Regions from separate parts of the Drosophila melanogaster genome. Here region 1 is linked to region 2. A link is a contact called in public Hi-C data. All regions are on one chromosome and are shown on one strand. The core of a region is the stretch at or near the end of the contact, and the rest is flanking DNA. Distances in the headings are between cores, read along the strand shown. Region 1 holds the start of CG7560. Region 2 holds the start of lncRNA:CR45036 (long non-coding RNA:CR45036).

Evidence for each region. A called contact is a pair of places that touch in the nucleus more often than the background predicts.
Region 1: a Hi-C map of the Kc167 cell line shows a contact between it and region 2, with 8 times the contacts expected there. A contact is called at or near these places in 53 of 107 Hi-C or Micro-C datasets (the Clone 8 cell line, the D17-c3 cell line, the Kc167 cell line and 20 more) and 4 of 7 datasets of targeted methods (the Kc167 cell line and the S2 cell line).

The regions. Positions count from the first base shown.
Region 1 is chr3L:11,422,681-11,426,545 of dm6, forward strand. CG7560 reads left to right here and starts at 2,478. Exons shown (of 3, transcript NM_140205.2): 1 at 2,478-3,009; 2 at 3,074-3,174; 3 at 3,242-3,715. The coding sequence starts at 2,502. The coding sequence ends at 3,682.
Region 2 is chr3L:11,362,265-11,366,173 of dm6, forward strand. lncRNA:CR45036 (long non-coding RNA:CR45036) reads left to right here and starts at 2,419. Exons shown (of 1, transcript NR_124888.1): 1 at 2,419-3,633. CG6163 reads right to left here and starts at 2,621. Exons shown (of 3, transcript NM_140203.1): 1 at 2,345-2,621; 2 at 1,013-1,654; 3 at 1-822. The coding sequence starts at 2,507. The coding sequence ends at 341.

The DNA.
Region 1 (3,865 bases), core at 1,228-3,727, 60 kb after region 2:
GACCTTCACTCATTCATTCATTCATTGTGGCATTCAGTCAGTGAGTCAGTGGGAACCCGGCCAGCCCACTCACCCAGTTATGAGTGTCCTGCGCCTCTCGTCCTTTCGTCCTGGCTTAGCAACAAGCGAAAAATTCCACTTCGTGCCATAGGTAAAACGTAGTGGAGTGAACTGAAATCAAATTGGTGGTGGTGCGTCCGATGCTCTGATCCCGAGATGCATCCCCCAAAATCGTCAGTGTTTCAACCCCCGATTTGATGATTCACAGCGGTTGCAAATGCCGTGGAAAATTCCACGCGTCCTTAAATAAATACGCATGTATGTAATACGTAACCTTCAAATGCGGAAGTAGCTACAAATCTACTAAGCATTTTGATTAAATTAAGTTTTTGAAGTTCTAGATTTCTGAATTTCTGAATTAAGATTTCAGTTTATTAGTCCCGATTTTGTCGATTTCGTTTTCATTGAATGCGCTTCCTCGCCATTAATTAAATTGGATTATTAATACTTTACTTATTTAACGTAAAGCTAAGAAGATTATACAAACAAACAAAATATTTAAAGTTCGTTGTGTTGGTCGCAGTGAGACAAGGATTCACCTGAGTGTGTCCTTCGCGTTTCAGACTGATTACGAAGCCAAGACGGAGGCAGCTCCTCCACTCGAGTACTTTCTGTTACCATAATCATCTTAATAATTTCACAACTCATGTCTTTATTACATTTCCACCGCCTTCCGGCACCGCCACCGCAATATAATTTCCCAGCTCTCAGGAGAATTTTTTAATTTCAACAGAGCAAAGTATCTTATGACGAGGAACCAGAGGCTCCGCCACCAAAAACCCAACAAAAAGAAAAAAAAACCCGAAAGGGGAAAGAGAAATTGTATCTTCATGCGTGTGCCCCGCGACGCGTTTTCATTCCCTAAGTAGACGCATTTTATCAAATATTTTCCATCTCGCGTCTTCGCGCCACGTAGTAATTTAACCCCTCAGTGCTTTTCTTGAAAAATATGACTGAAATAAAGCAAGAACTTCACAGCAGGTGACCGACCCATCAACCATCGACGGTGAAAGGGCAGCTTAGCTAATTTCCAAAAGGACTCTCAATCGGGCGTAAGGATGAAAATCAGTGAACGTGGCGGCACAATGTAATATCCCCTAATCCTTCCGAGGCAACAAATCAAGTCCTGTGTAATCCACTGGGGGTACGCCTTGATTGAAGTCTATTCTCAAAGACCTATGTACCTACAAAGGATCTAAGACCTCTTGGTTTCGGCTCATTCGGTTCTCAATGAGGCAGTGAGAACTTTGATTAAGAACGCATATTAACCAGTTTTCTTTTAGATTTACGAAGAGAAAAAGCAAAAGCATAATGAAATGAATGGCTCAACTAAATGACGTTGTTTTAAAATCGCTTACTATGTGAGAAAGAATATAATACAAATTATTCAATTTTTTTATTGCCCATTCCTAACGAACTTAAAGCCATTCCCCAAGCCATTCCCATTTGTATTTTATTATTTTCGATCTTCTGCCGACATATCATCCATCTGTTACCAAAAATACTTGTCGTTGCGCTTGGTAATTTTAAAATATGTGTGATATGTTTTACTCGCGATATAAAATTATTTCCAGCATATTTTCTCTGTCACATTTATGTGTTTCCTCTTAGTATTATGAACCAAAACGAAATGATGTTCCCCTAAAACGATTTCACTTTTCAGATTTAAATATAGAACGGCCTTCCAGTAAAACTAAGAACAGGTTCCGTGCTGCACCCGCACACATGTTTACGAGCCAAACTAATTTTAGGTTCCATCCCGAACGACGGAAACATTTGAAGGTCTCCATCCTTCATCCAGTGCAGCTGCATGAAATCTTTAATTGGATGGCGTTGGGACCGATTGCCACGAATTAGAGACCATTCTCACAGGGGACGTTAAAAAGGGTTGGATTGTGGATGCGAACCAGTACCGATTCCCACGCACCCAAAGGTCCACAGTCGGTGTATGAGGAAAATAAGAGATTATTGAAATGGTTTTGCAATCAATTGTTAACAACTATCTTTTGTTAAGCTCTTTAAGTTAACATTCCCAAATAGAGGAGTAGCAATTGTTGCTAAAGGCAATTATGTGGAATATTCCAAATCTACCATTAATACTGAAACTTTTCTATTTCAATAAAAATTAGTGTAATTTCTTAAAAGAAAATCCATTAGTACTTGTTATACGTAAAGAAACAAAATAAATTTGTAACTCTTAGCATAGCATATTAAGTGAATTGGAAATTATGATATTAGTAATTAACCATTGTCAAATCACTAATGAACTGAAGAAAAGGGTATTCCCAGATTCGCTCAACGAATCCAGTAGTTTCGTATCTGTTCGAAACTTTGCTCGTATTTATTGAGATAGATTGATGATCGGTGATAACCCGCCTGGCAAATGACAACAGCCGGCAGTTTTAGTTGATCTGCCGTTGAGCGAGCGTGGTTCCAAATCAATGCATGCGATTCAAGTGCCCGCCGGTGGTTCGTCGCCTGGTGCTGCCTCCTACATTCCCTGCGTGACCTTTGCCCCCGATCAAAATGAATCCGTAGTGACGAAGCAGCGGATAGGAACGCTCGTGGCGGAGCGAACAGCCCAACATCGCCTCTTCTACGGCATCGAGGTGATGGCCAGCGATCCGAGTGGCCGGCCAACCTGCCTGGACTTTAATCACTTCCTGCCGCTCCTGCCCACCTTCGTGAGCTTCGTTTGGCTGAGTCAGCGGTACTGGGACGTGGAGCCAGTGGGTCAGGTGGAGAGCCTTCAGATGGCCCAACACCTGGCCACACGCATTCCCGTGCTGCCCCATGTGTCCGCCTATCGAATGAGTAGGCAGCGACTGGATCAGTTTTTGGCCCTCAACTTTAGCAGTCTTTTGGCCGTTCGAGGGGATCGAGTTCACGAGGATCAGGATTTCTCGATTAGCTACCCCATGGTGGAGCAATCGATACGGCAGAGGGGTGGTAAGTTAATTATTAATTATTTATCACTAAATATACTCTAAAATCACTCTTACACTCGAACCAGAAACAATATCAGTCTGTGTGGGTGGATATCCAGAGGGATACACTAGTTTAGGCGACATACCACAAAATTCAGCTAAGAACATGGAGTTTCTAAAGGCAAAGGTGCGTTGTTATTTGTGCACATATACAAATTACATATTTTATAGTGTCATTTTATATATTTGAATAGATTGATGCTGGAGCAGATTGCATTATCACACAGTTATGCTACCGTCCCGAGGTCATAGTGCAATTTGTGAAGGACTGTCGAGCAGCTGGAATCTCGGTACCCATTGTTGTGGGACTGATGTCGCATGAATCCTTTCGCTCCTACTCAATGATCGAGCAAATAACCGGCGTCCATCTGCCAGATGATTTGCGAGAGCAACTCGATCAGCTGCATAGTGCCCATATGAAGGATATGAAGTCTGACCAAGATCTGATAAGAAGGTTCTTTGTTAGCCTCACCGTCCGAACGATTCGTAATGTTTTGGATGCCGATGTGGGGGTTTGGGGCTTCCACTTCTTCACACTCAACCGCTTTAAGTCCGTCCAGGCTGTGCTGCAAGAACTTCGAGATCTGGATCTGTTAAAGGATTCTGAAAAGGATAAGAAAGGCTACGAAAAGTGATCATATGTCAGAAGCTAATAAAATTAATTTGATAAATATTTGCGATTCTTGTATCTGTGTTCATGGAGTTCTCTTAGAGCTCTCTGTTTTTAAATCAAAATCCCCAGAGTGTGACTTGGTGAGCAATTTACCAGGATCTGCGCAGCTTCCAGATCCAAAGAGTGCGTGCCACCCCTTTTGGCT
Region 2 (3,909 bases), core at 1,169-3,668:
CAAAATATACAAATTAAATATTATGTATATCTTAGTGATGTATTTATTTGCGGAGTAGTAGAAAATGGAATTACAAAAAGGTTTTTCAATAGTAGGGGCATGCGGTATAGCTAGTGATTTTACATCTGACGATTATTTTAGGGTCTTCAAATTGCACCTGAGAAGAAACCTATATCAAATCAAGAAAAAAAAACAAGTGAAATCTTGTTAATTTTGTTCAATTATATTGAAGTATTTGATCTAGTAAGTTAATATTAATTAGTGCCCAAAAAAAAAACAAAGTGGTGCAGGCTTTTTCTCAGGTGTGTCTAGGGCTTAACTGCCCCTATTTGCTCAGTCTTCAATTGGCAGCTGGCTCTCCGGCACCATGGACATGGAGAATCATCTCAAAGGGATCCCACTCGAGATCGGACTCGTGCTTGACCCGACGGCGAATGGGCTGCGAGTGCTGCGGATGGTGCATGGCCAAAGTCGGATGGTGTCCCTCCTGATGGTGGTGCTGCACCAATCCGATTGGCATGTCCTGGGCGTGCTCCACCAATCCTGCTGGCGGCTGTGGTGGACGGTAGTGGTGCAAGTGCTGTGACGGATGGTGCTGCGTCTGCTGGTGGTGCTGCTGCTCGCTAACGATCTCCTGGATCTGTTCGCGTGTCTGCTCCCTCTCATCGACCTTCTTTAGCAGAATTTCCCGCATGAAGGACATTCGATCGAAGTGTTCCCACGTGGAGCGGAAGGATTGGTGGGAGTATTGGGCGTGGCGCTCCTTCTGCAGTTCGTCTACGTAGCGCTGCTTGATGATTGACCAGCGCGTTTGCATAAGAGCTGCAAAGTATAAGATGTTTTGGGAGGGTTGGGGAACTTTTTATAATTCACATTCCTTTAAGCTACTTAAGCTTATTTTAATACCAATTCGTCAGGACATTAGTAACATCCTTTTAACACAATATTAAATTAGTTTGCTACATGCTATATATTTCGATGGATATAATCTACTTAGACGGGACTAACTTACTCGGTGTCAGACCCATCTCCATGGCCGCTTCCTTCCAAACCGCTGAGGTTCTACTCTGACCCTGTCCTTTCTCACTCCGCTGGCGCCCAGCCCACAACGATGGACGCGTCTTGATGGCATCGATGATACGTCCGCGCATGCTATTGTGCAACGAACTGGGGCGGCCCAACTTTCGCGGCGGCGTGGCCACCGTCTCTGAGGCCACAGTGGCCGGTGGAGGTACCAGCCCCGTGAAAGCGGTATATGTCATGCCATGACCTTGACTATGGGGCGGCTGAGTGATTAGATGCGGCAGTTGAGGGGCGGTGGGTGTGGTTGCGGTCTGCAGCCAGCTGAAGCTACCACTGGGTCGTCCGCGACCATGGGTGGCGGTGGGTAATGGCGGAGGCGCCACTGGGGCAGCAGGTTCCTCCCCCACAGTTGCTGCTTCAGTGGCTGTGGATGGGGCATCGGAGGAGGTGCCTCCGCCACTGCCGCCGCTCGACTGAGCGCCTACGATCTTTGCCACCGTAATGTTATACATGAAGGACATGGGCTCGAAGTGCTCCCACTTGGTGTTGAATCGATCCTTGTGGAGGATCTGGCGGTGGACCAAGTTGTGATAGTGGTACTTCATCTGGCTCCAGATCGATTGCAGCTTAACTGAAAATTATAAATAAATATGGTAAACATTTTCTTTTTTAAAGAATATTAATCGTGAATCGTGATTATTGAAACTTCCAAGAAATAGATATTTCAAATATTGAGATTATGGCTTAAGAGGCCTAAGAGTGCGAAGTTTAGTCTTTTCATTCATGAATATTGTAATATCTTGTGGCACGGTGCAGATAACTAAGCTTACATTAAGCCACCCAATTGCATTCATCAAAGTACATTCCACCCGTCAATTATTTCTACTGCGAGTGCTTCAATTTGCATTATATAGTGGCGTAGGCTCCTCTATTATTCCAAACGGACAGAAACCTTTACTTTCTATCCGAAATGCCCTTTGTCTAATTTTAGCCAAGTGCAGTGACGTAATTTAAGAAAATAATGAACCCTTTAGGAATATTGATTCAACGTAGATTTTTGTTATTGAGCAGTGAACTTTAAAATGTTCAGGTTGGACCAACTTACTTTAAATAAAGTGATTTTCAGCCCCCTTTCAAAAGCACATGCCTGCGCCACTGAATGCGCCTCGAAAGAGCTGGCGAAAGGAGAGTGCGAAAGGCAGCAACAAATGGCAACACTGCTAGCTAGCTGGCGAATGGAGCAGTGGCGTAGAGTGTGAGGGGTGCTTATGTCGGAAAGCGGAATGGTTCGTAGGGACGGGTACATTCTTGGTGGGCTCACCTGTCGGCACATGACCGCCGAACTGCTCGGCGATCTCTGTCCACATGGGCGATGTGACGCTGCGGCACATGTGCAGCTTGTTGTTGGAGTCCCAGATCTCCGGATATTTCTTGATCGCCTTCAAGAGCTGGGCTCGATTTACGAACGGATCCTCCTTGGGCATGGCCACAGCGAAACTGGTCACACTGGCACTGAATGATACCGTACCGCGGCAATGATTCCAAAGGCGATGTGAAACTGCGCCGGCGGAGCACAACTGCGTCCTTTGACATCAATTATCGGCGAATAACTGAAAGTAGAGTTTGCAAAAATATGCGAATTGAAAATGAAAAGGCACAGCGATTGAGGAAAATAGAGAAAACGATGACGGCGACGGCGACGCCAGCTTTTCGTTGTTGTTGCCCCGATGCCGAAGAGATTGGAAAGGCAGCGAAAGCGTACACGAGATGAGATACACAAAATGCAGGCGAGAAGAGAGAACAGGGAGAATGTGCAAAAAAAAAAAAAGACAGAAAAAGGAAAGAAGAGTCAGCAGCGACGACGTCAGTTTTACATACAAAAGTCTCCGCGTGTAGGTGCTTGTATCTGTGTGAGTGAGTAAGTGTGTAAGATGGCAGGGCGAAAAAGCAAAACAGACACAAGCAACAAGACCAAAGAGGAGACAGACAAAAAGCAACAACATAGCGCAGCAGCGGCAGAAGCAGCGAAGCTCAGAGCTGCAAAAACCGAAAAACAACAGAGAAGAAAAGCACTGAAAGAATAAGAGGAAGATGGAGGAGGCGGAAAAAAGCAGCGGGCAGGCTGCCCAAAAGAAAGGCAACGATAAACAAGCTACCTCTCTTTCATTGGGGGTCTCCTCTCTCTCCCTCTCTCTAACTTGGAGCCACCGAAAACGAGAGGGTGTTGTCGGGGAAGGGGTGAGTGGCGGACGAGCATTAGAAGCAGCGAAAAGCGAAACAAAAGAGCAGCGAAGAGTGCAGAGCAAAATGCAGGTCCGCAAAACGGAGAGCAGAGAAATCCACGATGACCGAAGTCGGTTGTTGGTCGAAGGGGCTGTGTGCGGGTGTGAGGGGGAGCAGCGAAAGAGAGAGGGAGGCAGGCAGAGGAGACCCGGAGTCCGAAGCCCGGCTGTCTAAACCGGAGACCCAGCAACAACAGCACCAACAACTGCAACAACCAGGGCAAACAACAACTGCATCACGAACACGCAACAAAGTGACGAAGCAACCGACGGACAGTGGGACGCATTGGAGCTGGCACAGTGGGGCCAACGACGGGTGGGGGATAGTAACGCGGCAGTAATGGTTTATCTGGCTAGAAAGTTGTTAAGAACCCCATCTTTAAGTATAAGAGTGAATACGGTTACAAGAGATTTAAAATGTCTATTAATCTTTATCAAAACAAATTCTACAAGCTTTAATTATATTTTATCGTGAAATATTCCATTTTTAACATTTTGGTCATAAAATATGATATGGCGCCATAAGATAGGCAACACATTTTTCGCTTATAAGGGGTAGATTACGTATACGTCCTGTTGTCTTTATTGCATTAGTAAAACTTAT